Regions from separate parts of the Anser cygnoides genome. Here region 1 is linked to region 2. Evidence: chromatin contacts called from public Hi-C data. All regions are on one chromosome and are shown on one strand. The core of a region is the stretch at or near the end of the contact, and the rest is flanking DNA. Distances in the headings are between cores, read along the strand shown.

Evidence for each region. A called contact is a pair of places that touch in the nucleus more often than the background predicts.
Region 1: a Hi-C map of granulosa cells shows a contact between it and region 2, with 2.3 times the contacts expected there. The contact joins the promoter of GINS2 here to the enhancer-like site in region 2. A contact is called at or near these places in 2 of 7 Hi-C or Micro-C datasets (granulosa cells and liver).

The regions. Positions count from the first base shown.
Region 1 is chr12:2,813,487-2,819,306 of Taihu_goose_T2T_genome, forward strand. It overlaps GINS2 (GINS complex subunit 2), which reads right to left and starts at 1,538. Exons shown (of 7, transcript XR_010834630.1): 1 at 1,009-1,538. It overlaps EMC8 (ER membrane protein complex subunit 8), which reads right to left. Exons shown (of 8, transcript XM_067004665.1): 6 at 4,863-4,955; 7 at 2,884-3,314.
Region 2 is chr12:2,717,437-2,723,338 of Taihu_goose_T2T_genome, forward strand. All of the region lies in intron 1 of GSE1 (Gse1 coiled-coil protein), which reads left to right. Among named protein-coding and RNA genes, the nearest start is that of GSE1, 16 kb to the left of the region's middle. Within about 2 kb of position 4,210, at least 2 of the 3 cell types and tissues checked have open chromatin away from gene starts, as enhancers often do. A contact at or near this core is called in liver, where this site is marked.

The DNA.
Region 1 (5,820 bases), core at 288-2,787, 93 kb after region 2:
CGTTTTCAGGGGGGCTGATTTTGAAAAGCCCGAGTCGGGGAGCGCCTGGATCTCCACCTCCTGCTCCCCCCCCAGCCCAGCCCCTGCCCCCCTTCGACCCTTCGATCCCCCAACCCCGCAGCCCTCTGGCTCCTCTCCCCTCTGCCCCAACGCCTGCCCCAGCCCCTCTCCCTGCCCCTGATCCCCCCAGGCTCTGCCCCGCAGCTCCTGAGCCCCGATCCCCAAATCCCCCAGGCCCTGACCCCAAATCCCTCAGCCCCTGACCCCAACCTCCCCCGATCCTCACTCCAAATCCTCCAACCCTGATCCTGACCCCAAATCCCCCATCCCTGACCCCAAATCCCCCATCCCCTGACCCCAAACCCACATCCCTGCCCCAAAAGATCCTCAACCCCTGACCCCAAATGCCCTCAGCCCCAGACTCAAATCCCTGATCCCCGACCCACAAATCCCCCTGATCCTGTCCCCAAACTCCCCAATCCTGACCCCAAACCCCCAGCCCTGTCTCCAAAATCCCCCAGAGCCCATCCCCCAAAGCTCCTCGGCCCCTGACACCCAACCCCTGACCCCAAACCCCCAACCCCTGATCCAAAAATCCCCACCTTTGACCCCAAAATCCCCATTTCTGACACCAAACCCCCCATCCCTGACTCCAAATCCCCTCAGGTCCGTCTCTCAGATCCCCCAACCCCTGTCCCCCCAAAACACCCTCCCCTGGTCCTAAATCCCCCGATCCTGGCCCCAAAACCCCCATTTCTGACCCCAAATCCCGCATTTCTGACCCCAAATCCCCATCCCTGAACCCAAACCCCCCATCCCTGACCCCAAATCCCCTCAGCTCCATCCCCCAGATCCCCCAACCCCTGTTCCCCCGAAACACCCTTCCCCTGGCGCTAAATCCCTCAGCCCCGACCCCCAAGCCCCATCCCTGACCCCAAAACCCCCATTTCTGACCCCAAACCCCCACCCCTGCCCCCCAAACCCCCATTTCTGACCCCGGGACCCCACCCCGATCAGGTGCACGCGGTCCATGCTGAAGCTGGGCACGATCGTCACCAGCTCCTTCTCGGCCAGGAACTCCGCCTCGGCCGGCTCCATGGCGACGGCACCGGCACCGGCACCGGAACCGGAACCGGCTCTCGGCCCGCCACGCGCCCGGCTTCCCCATTGGCTGCGCGGCCTCCAAGCCCCGCCCACCGCGCCCGCTTCCCGCCGCCGGGCGCTTTTTCGCGGTCTCCGCTTGAGGGCGGGACCCGGCGTAACTCAGAGCTCTCTGATTGGTTGTCCGGCTCGCCCCTGGCTTCCCATTGGTTGCCGCGGGGGTGGAGGTGTGCGCGGCTGGCCGCGGGACCAATCCGAGCGCCTCCGGGTGCGCCGACCAATCAGCGCTCAGCACTTGTTGCCAGGGCGCCGTGGGGGCAGAGAGAGAGAGAGAGAGAGAGAGAGAGCGACTCCCCGGTGCCGCGCATGCGCAGTGTGCCCCGCTCCCTGCTGCTCCCTGCTGCCCCCTGGCGGCCGGGGCGGGCAGCGCCCCTCGGGGCATGGCGGCCGTCCCCCCCCCCGTACCCCCGTACCCCGGTACCCCCGGTACCCCCGTACCCCCTGTGGGGTCCTCCGGCCTCCCCCAGCCCTGCCCTGACCGTGTGTCCCCGGGCAGCCGCACGCGTTCAGGCGCTGGCTGTCGCACAGCTGCCTGCTTCCTTGTTGCCCGCCCGGTTTCTCCATCCGTCCCTCTGTCTGTCCGTCCGTCCGTCCGTCTGTCCGTCCACCCACCGCTCTGATCACCCCCCATGCACCTGCACCGCCTGTACCACTCACACTGCTCCGCCTGTCAATGCAGTCATCTGTGGTGGTCCGTCCTCTGCTGCCTGTCCACCCAAGGGACGTCCACCCACCCACCCACCCATCCCCGCACCCAACCATCCACCCACCCACCCATCCCTCCATCCATCTATCCGTCCATCCCTCCATCCATCTACCCATGAATCCATCCATCCATCCATCCATCCATCCATCCATCCATCCATCCATCCATCCATCCATCCACCCATCCACCCGTCTATCCACCCATCCACCCGTCTCTCCACCCACCTACACATCCATCCATCCACACACCCATCCACCAACTTCTCCATCCATCCACCCACTTGCCCACCCACTCACCCTTCCACCCCACCATCCACCCACCCCCCCACACAAGCACCCATCCATCCATCCTCCCACCCATCCATCCATCTACCCACCCACCCACCCACCCACCCAACCACCCATCCATCCAACCACTCACCCATCCTCCTACCCACCCACCCATCCATCCATCTATCCACCCACCCACCCATCTAACCACCCACCCATCCATCCATTCATCCTCCTGTCCGTCCATCCATCCATCCATCCATCCACCCACCCACCCACCCATCTAAGCACCCACCCATCAATCTATCCATCCCTTCATCCATCCATCCATCCATCCATCCATCCATCCATCCATCCATCCATCCATCCATCCAACCACCCACCCACCCATCTAAGCACCCACCCATCAATCTATCCATCCCTTCATCCATCCATCCATCCATCCATCCATCCATCCATCCATCCATCCATCCATCCATCCATCCAACCACCCACCCATCTAACCACCCACCCATCCATCCATTCATCCTCCTGTCCATCCGTCCGTCCACCCATCCATCCATCCATCCCTCCCTCCATCCCTCCATCCCTCCATCCATCCATCCATCCATCTACCCACCCCCCCACACCCCCTCCTCTCCCTTCCAGCCCCCGGGGGTGCTGAGCCCCGTCCCCCCCCACCCCCCGACCACCGCAGGCCGCTCGGGGCGCCGCGGGCCGGGGGTGCCCCCCGCCCTGGCGCTGTACCCGCGGCGCCACCGGCACGCGCTGCGGCTCCTCCGGGCGCTCTATAAACGGCTCCGCCGTGCCGCGAACACACTTTGGTGCCTTTTGCCATCTGCTGCTGTCATTAAAAAATTAAATTTCCATCTGCTTTCGCGCGCCGGCCTCCTCCGGGGGGCTTCTTGGCGAAGCTGCTCTCCGGGAAGCGTCGCCCCCCCGGCGGGGCAGGATGCGGCCCCGGGGCGATGCCGGGGGGGTCCGGTGCCCCCCTCCTGGTGCTCAGCACTGGCTGCAGGGCGACGACGTCCCCCCCGTTGCCCGCCGGGCGTCCCGGGACAACGTGGCACCCGTGGGCGTGGGCGGCGTGACGATGATGGAGGGCACGTGCAGGTGTTTTTCGCCCGGTGCCGGGACCCCCCCACTGCCGGTCCCGCTGCTCACGCACGTCTTCAAGCCTGCAGAAAGAAGGGGCGGGAACAGCATCGTTGGCTCAACCCTATACGAGCCACTGGAGAATCCCCACCCCCCACCCCCCCCCCCCCCCTGTTCCCCCGGTTGCCCACCCGCCCCGCCGGGTGCGGATAGCTTTAATCTGCTTTTTTTTTTTTTTTTTTTTAATCAAGAGAAAAGCCCCAGCTCCGCGCCCGGCAGCGAGGTTTTAACTCCTCTGAAGCAGGAAAATGCCCGGCGGGGACAGCCACTGATATTTTTAATCTCTTTTTAATTAAGGATAAAGCCCTGCCTTATGTAAGGGAGCCGGGGCGGGGGGGGGGGGGGGGGGGGGCGTTGTTTTATTGCGGGCTCCGAGCCTGTCTGCCGGAGCCGAGGCTGGTTTGGGGACCCAAATTTGGTTTGGTTCCCCAAACGAATTCGGTTTTGACCCGGTTTTGGGGTGGACGGAGGGAAATCAGGGTGCTTTGGTGTCCCCCAGCCCCTCTCTGCAGCCACCCCAGGGTGGGGGGGGGGGGTCTCTGGGACCCCCAAGCCCCCCGCGCCAGGCTGCCTGGCCGGGCACCCCAAAAATGGGGAGGGGGCACGTGGGTGCTGACGCTCCATCCTGCTTTGGGGGGGGGGGGTTAAATGGACCAGAAAACAGAGGGGGGAGGCAGCTCTTTAAACTTCATCAATATTGGAGGTTTTCGGGGGGAAAACTTTATCCACCAGGGACGGGGACCCCATGGATGGGGACACCAGGACGGGGACCCCATGGATGGGGACCCCATGGGTGATGTGTCCCCTCTCCTCCAGGGCTCCGAGGGCTCATTTCGGGGTGAAGCATCGCTGGGGACACCCTCGCTGTGACAACGGAACCGGGTTCCCACCGCTTCCCAAACCGCCCTTGGCTCCATCCCAGGACCAAGCAGGGGATGCGCCCGCACGGGTGCCGGTGCCGCGGGGACGCGAGGTGGCCACCGCCCCCCCGGCCGTCCCTGCAGCCCGCCCGGGCCGTGCCACAAGTCCCCAGCGTCCCCAACCCCACGTCCCAGCCCCTGCCAAGTGGCACTCGGAGCTAACGAGTGGCCTGGGCGCGCCAACAGCTCCCACGTCCCTCTCGCCGAGCCAGAGCGCCTGCAGGCGCCGTGGTGGCTCGGCCCCCGTTAGGAAAAGTGAAGTTTGGTGAAAAGCACGAAAAGCATTTTTCTACGGAAAACAGCAGCGAGCTGGCCCGTGCCGGGCACTGCTACCCAAGGATGCTTGGGGTCAGCCTGGCTCCCAGCCTGGCCCCAAGCACCCCGACCCCGAGCATCCTTCCCGCGGCCCTACCGCTGAGCAAACCCCAAGCCCAGGGCAGCGGGAGCGAGCTCAGGACCGTACCCCGAATTTTCCAGGGCTGGAAACCCACCCCCCCCCCCCGGCGTCCCCTCGCTCAAGCTGCAGCAGCGTCACTTCAGAGGCCAAGCCCCGCGCTGGCAGCAGCGATGCCTTTAGGAGTCAGCAAAGCTCCTCGGAGCGCGACCTCCCTCCCAGCCCTCCCTGCGCGCCCAGGACCCTCCCGGACCCACCTTTGAGGCAGGATAACTTGAGCCCCATGTTTTCATCCTCTTGGCGGGGCCTCGCCGCGGCGTACGGCTCTCCGGCCCCGCTGCCGGCCCCGGCTGCGAAAAGAGAGAGGCGAGGGCTGCGGGAAACGACGGGGAACGGGGCCGGCGATGCCTCGAGAAAGGAGGAACCGGAGCTCGCCGGCCAGGAACGCGCACCTCCGCGCCTATGCGCGCGTATAGAAATAAATATAAATATTGAGGCGCCCGAGCGCGGCGAGCTGCTGGGGCACAACAGGAAGCCCTGCCGCTCGGCGGAGAAACCACGAGCTGATGTCACGGCCCGTCGCTGACTCAATCTCGGCCGCCGAGTTTCGGGAGGAACTTTTTGGGGAGGGAGGAGAAGGAGCCCGGCGCCCCGCCGCGGCACCCTGCCCACCCCGCCGTGGGTGACCCCCGTTCCCGCACGCCGGGAGGGTTTCGGGGCAGGAGGCTGCGAGCAGGAGGAGCGGGGTGGGGATTTGTGTGTTTTTAGGAAAAGCCCGAGCCCCACGTGAAGGAAATTGAGGGATTCCCAGCTGCGAAATTCACACCCAGGGCTGGGCGCCTGCGTGCGCCCCGCTGGAGGTCGGGATGCTGCACGGCGCTGAGCTCCGCGGGGCGAGGGAGCGCGGGAGCCCGACCCCACCAAACGCCTCCGTGCCATGGGACGGGGCGGCAGAGCACCCCCTCGGGTTCCTGCGGCACCCCGAGAGCTCTGGGGAAAATCCAGGTGGAAAAAATCTTGCAGCTGGAGGGACCGGGGGCAGCCCCGGAATGGGACGGAGAAGCAGGGTGCGAAAAAAAAACACAACAGGACAGGGGCTGACATTTCTGAGCCGCCGGTCAGCGCTTACAATTATCCTCGGCAAAAATCCCTTCGCCGGGAAATTCGCATCCCTCCTGCCCGCAGCTGCTGGGGAAAGCTTCTTGGGAAGGGGGT
Region 2 (5,902 bases), core at 2,960-5,459:
TGTCCCACCGCAGGGGGACGGCTGGGTCCCCATGTCCCAAATCAGCGGTGGCGTCGGTGGAAACAGGGCTTATTATTGCTGGGGGGGGGTGGTGGTGCTTGGGGCGAGCTGGGGACGGAGAGGTGCCCCCGCCACGTGGCCGTGTCCCCTGCTCACGGCTCCGGGCACGCTCGTGGCCTCGCTGCCATATGGCAGGCAGGGAAGGGGCTGGAGGAGCTGGTGGGGAAGGAGTCTCAGAATCACCAAACTGCTGTAAACGGCCTCATTTAGGGGTACTGGGGGGGGGGGGGGGGGGGTCCCATGCCCAGGAGGCAGCCCGACGGTGACCTGGGGTCCCCGGCACGCGTGGCCGTGTCCCCTCGCCCTGCCAGGGCACGGCGGGGCTGGGGATGCTCTTTTTGGGGACAAGGAGCTGGTGGTGTCCCCACCGGGGTGACCACGGGGGATGCTCGGGGAGCTCCGGGCGTCCTCCTGCTGCCGGCGGCGCCCTCGGGGGGTGTCCCTGTCCTTGGGGCCCCCCCCCGGGCTGCGTGCCCCCGCCGGGGAGTGGGGCGGGAAGGGGTTAAGGCAGGCGAAGGAAAACAAGAGTGCTGCAGGGCCTGGGTGGCTGACAAGCCAAACAACTGTTTTTGACTCACTGCTGCTGCCTTGCCAAGCGCAATTGCTTCCACATTCCCATCCCCTGGCTGGAGGGGTGCGCGGAGACGTTGGCTCCTCTGGAGGCTGCGGGGAGGGAAGGGGGATGCCGGGGAGGGGGGGGGGGAGGTGGCAGCGAGGGGGGGGCTGGCTCGGCACCGCTTTTTCTCGGCTCTTCTCTCCTTTTTTTTTTTTTTCCCCTCCGTGCCGAGCAGCACGGGCGGGCGGGGGGGGGGGCGGCGATGCTGCCGGGGCCGCTCGTGGTGGCAGCTCCCCATGGAGCATCCCCTCCACCGGCCCCAAAGGTGGCAGAGGGGATTGGGGGGGGGGGCTGCAGGGTACCCCAGGGGTTCGGCTGCCCTGTCTGGGTGTAGGGGGGCAGCAGCAGCCCTTGGCCCCCCTCTCCAGCTCCTGGGTTCCCCTCTCCACTGGGGATCGAGCCCCCCCAGCCCCAGTGTCCCCATTCCTGCCCCCATAAGGACAGGGCGAGACCCCATTACAGCCCTGCACGGTTATGGGGTCCAGATTTAATGAGGGGCACTGGGAGGGGATAGCCGGGCACGGGAAGGGGAGGCAAATCTGGGGGGGGGGGGGGCAAATCTGCCCCGGCAGCTCCTAGGCTGTAAAATCCCCAGGGCTCCGAGCGCTGGTGCCGTGGTGCTGCAGGCAGCGAGAAATAAGTCCTTGGAGCCCAGGCTCGGTCGTTCCAGAGGAGAGGTTGGAGCTTCTCGGGCTTGCTGCTTTGTGGAGTTAATTATCTTCTGAGTCTGCTATTTTTTTTATTTTTTTATTTTTTTTTTTGTTCCTTGGGATTATTTCCTTGGCAAACGAGGCGTCGTTTTCAAGCACTGAGCTCTGCTCCCTCTGAACCCCTGGCTGCTAAGGAGGAGATCCTGGTCTTAACAAAACAGCTCGCCCTAAAAAAAAAAAATAATAAACCAACAAAAAACCAGAGGGGCTCGGGGCAATTTGGGCCGCTTTGGCTGTTTTTGTGGAACGTACGCCTCGTGGGAGCGGGGGCAGATGGGGCTCTGCGGTCACCTGTCTGCGTCGTGGAGACGTCGTGCCGGGGGTCCCCACGTGCCGGGGGCCGTGGTGCTGGGGGTCCCGCCTGGGTGCTGTCAGCCACGGGGGATAAATGGGTCCTGCGGTGCCGCCTGGTTGATCTCACCCTGCTGCCGCCCCAGGGGAGGGATCTGGCGAGCTGTGACCCCCCCCCCCCCCCCGGTGTCCCCACGTCGACGCGGAGGGAGGCGCAGAGCCCCGCGGGCAGCATCCCGCTGGGGATGCGGGAGGGCGATGTCAGCGCCGTGACAAATGTCGCAGAATGACTCCATCCCCCTTGTGCCGCCTGCGTCCCCTTCTCCCGGCTGACCTTAGCTCACCCGTGCCACCCTGGGGCTGCCCCGGGGGCTCTTGCTGGCGGGGGGAGGATTTGGGGCCCGGCCTCGGGTCGAGAGGAGGATGGGGAAGGCCGGGCTTTGCATCGGGGCTCTCTTGGGAGCGACGCTTCAGTGCGAAACCCTCGCGGTGCCGGCGGGGGCTCTGCGGGGGGGCTCCCCTTGGGGCTGGGGGGGCACCGTGCTCTGGCCTTCCCCCTGGGGAAGCTTCGTGTGCCCACCTGGGGTGCGTGCCCGCAGTCTCCTGCTTGCACCCCCTTTTTCATCGGGATGGATGGGCGAGCAAGCGGGACGCGTGCGGGTTTAGCCACTGGGGCGCATCCCGTGCCCCGCGCCAACCTCTCCTTTTTCCCCTTGCGCCCTCCCGGTGCTCCCCGGGGCCACAGACGCCAGGGGATGCCCCACATCCACGTGTGTGCAACGGGACGGGACCTCGTCGGCTCCTGCTGGGGGCACGGGAAGGCAATTCCAGGCCGGGATCCCCTTCCCGAGGCCGCAGCTGGGGCTGAGCGCCGTGGGGCCGGGGAGCAGCAGCAGCGGCGGCGGCGGCGCAGGGGCCGGCTCGCAGCGGCTCTGCCTCCTAATGTGTTTGCAAATCCTCCCCAGCTGAGGGGATTAAAGCCGGCATCTGGCTTGCTTTATAATATTAAAACAAAGGGAGTTGGAGGCGCCATCAGCGAGGGAGGGAGGGAGGGAGGGAGGGAGGGAGGGGGCTGCAGCCCTGCTCGCCGAGGTGTAGCTGCTGGGAAAACCTCGCAGGAATCCTCGCGCGCCCCTGCCGCAGCCCCAGCCCTTCCCGGGAGCTTTTCCCGGGCAAGAAACCGACCCCGAGCGCTCCTCGTGGTGTGCCGGCTCGGGGACACCTTGGGGACACCGGGGGGGGGTCCTCACCCCCACCCCGTTGGCACCCCGGCACCCGCCCCACGTGTCGGGGCGCGGTGCCGGCGGCGCTGGGGGTGCCGCAGGCGGGTGGGCCGCGGGGGGGGTTCGGGGGTGTCCGCGAGCTCCCCGCGGCCTCCCCGCGCCGCTCTCGGAGCAGCAAGAATTCAGGAAGCCGGCGCGCGGCGAGTGCCAAGTCGGGGCTGTACCGCGGCCAAGCCCCTGCTTGTTTTCTCGTCTCGCTGGAGCCAGCGAGTGACCTTATTAGCTGCGGGGGCAGCCGCCTTATTAGCGCACATCTGGCTGCGAGGAGGCCGCACAGGCCCCGTACTGTCTCCCCGCCCGGCCCTAACCCCGCGGTACCTTGCAGGAATGCCGCCGGGGGGGGGGGGGGGGCTCGCCCTGGGGCCTCGCGGGGTGGCAGCGGGGCTGGGTTTGCTGCCTGGGGGGGGGGCAGGATTAGGCAGGCTGGGTTGGAAGGTTATAATTTCAGGTCATAAGCCGGGGTACGGGGAGGCTGGGGATCTCCCCCCCTCCCGTCCCCGAGCACAGAGGATGTGCCGTTGGTGTTCCCGTGGGGGCTTGCCCCAGCTCCCTGCGTGTCGCCACAGCCCTTTCTTCTTCCCCGGGGGGCCGGCTGTGCTTTTCGGGGAGATTTCTGGGGGGAGATTGCCCCGCTGGGCCGCCCGTGTGGCGTCCTCGCATCCCCGAGAGCAACCCGGGGCGGGCAGCGGGTGCCCCCTGCGCCCTGCCTCGTGCCGCAGCACCCCGATGGCGCGGTTCCTCCGTCTCCCCGTTCCCAGCGGGTTGCCCTCGGGCACGCACCAGCACCGGAGCATCCCCCAGCTTCGGGGTTTTCTCCGCTGGCTCCCCCCAAACCTGCACGGTCCCCACGGGCACGCATCCTGCCGGCACCCGTGCGTCGCCCCCGCGCAGGACGTGCCCGCGGAGCCACCGACCACCCACCCGCCACCCTCCCGCTGGCGCCCGGCTCCCGCCCCCGCCGAGCGCTGCGGCGCTTCCTCTCCCTTCCTATAATTATCCCCGAGCCGGGGAAACGGGGTGGTGGTGGGGGGGGGGGGGGGGAACCCTAAAACTGCTTCGCCCCGGTGCTGGCGGAGCCCCCCAGGGGGCTGGGGCTGGGGAGCGCGGGTGCTGGGCGCCTGCCCGCGCCTCCGCCGCGCAGGGCTGCCCTTTGTCCCTCTTGGCGTGCTCGGGAGCTCGGCAGCTCTTGGCTTCTCCCTCCTGTTTTGGAAATTCAAAACATTTACAGGGCGGCCCACTCGCGCCCTCCCTGCCACGGAGCGAAGCATTTGGCTGACTCCCCTGCTTTCCTTGGCCGCCGCTCCCTCTTGTTCAAGCTCTGCAGGGCTTTTTCTCCACCCCCTCCCCTATTTTTTTTCCTCTTTCTTTTTTTTTTTTCTTTTTTTTTTCTCTTTTTTTCTTTTTATTTTTTTCTCTTTTTATTATTTTTTTCACTTTTTATTTTTTTCTCTTTCTATTTTTCTTTTTATTTTTTTCTCTTTTTTTTCTCTTTTTATTTTTTTCTCTTTTTTTTCTCTTTTTATTTTTCTCTTTTTATTTTTTTCTCTTTTTTTTTCTCTTTTTATTTTTTTCTCTTTTCATTTTTTTTCCTCTTTTTATTTCTTTTCCTCTTTTTGTTATTTTTTTTTCTCCTTTTATTTTTTATTTTTTTCTCCCGTGGGGTAAGCTCACAAAACGACACGCGGGAAAAGCCATCCCGGGGAGGGGGGGCAGGATGCGGCCCCACGAGCCTGCCCCTTCCCTCCCCGTGCGTGCCCCGCGCTCCGACCTCGCTCCTTGCCGGGAAGGGCACCCCGTGCCGGGGCAGCCGGAGCAGCACCGAGCTGCACCAGCACTAATGAGCTCTGCCTGAGCAGCAGGATTAATTAGCTCTTGGGGGGGGGGGGCCTGAGCATCCCCCTGGTGAGCGCAGAGCGGGGTCGGTGCCCCCCGGTGCAGCCCTGGCACGACGCGGGGCCCGGTGCTGCGGTGCCTTTGCTGGGGGCTCGGGGGTGCTGCAGGGGGGGCCACATCCTGCACCCGCCCGCTGCAGGCTTCCCGCTGCCCTCCCCGGGGAGCCCAAAGGAGCCCAAAGGAGCCGCGTTTCTTCCCGAATCAACGCCGTGGGGCCCAACGGGGAGAGGAAATCCCCGAGCGAGCCAGCTGCTGGGAAGCCACAGGAGCTGTGCTGCTGCCCGCTGCTTTTTCCTCTTTTTATTGTTTTTTTTGTTTTGTTTTTTTGCGCCAAAGCACACGGAGGGGGCGGATTTTGCCGCGGGTTTGTCCCTGCGCCGCTGTCCCCCCAGGGACGGGAGCTGAGGACGGGACCTGGACGCCCCCCGTGGGGTCTAAAATGGCCCCGCTGGGGACGGGGTGGGAGCTGCGCGTGGGCACGGGGGGGGTGCTGCTCCGCACCCCGTCCTCCTGGCACCCTTGGGAGCGGTGCCCGAGCCCCCCCCCGAGCCCCCTGCATGGAGGGGATGGGGTCTGGCACCATGGGGGGGGGGAGGCAGGGGGCAAAGGGGGGGGCCCCGGGGTGCCGAGCGGGGACGTGGTGGCGAGGCCTTGGTGGCGAGGTGGTTGTGGGGGGGGGGACGCGGAGCTCGAACTCGAATTAACCGGTAATTGCGCCGTGCCTAATTACAGGGAGAGAGCAAATCACCGCGGCGCTTCAGAGAGCGCCTGACACGGAGTAACGAGGATAATTAGCAATCAGGCAGGAAGCTGCCATCTCGCTCCCCGTCCCCCCCGAGCCCTGGGGAGCGACCCCCCCCCCACTCCGGCCCCGCTGCCTCCCCCCCCCCAACTCAGGGTGCTCCGGGGGCTTCTGTCCCCCCCCCACCCCCCTCCCCACCCAGTCCCCAAACGGGGCACCTGCCCCGCGACACCCCCGAGCCCCCGACGGTGACGCGGGGGGTGGCACACAGACGGGGGGTGCGCCCCCCCCCACGGAAAAAGAACCC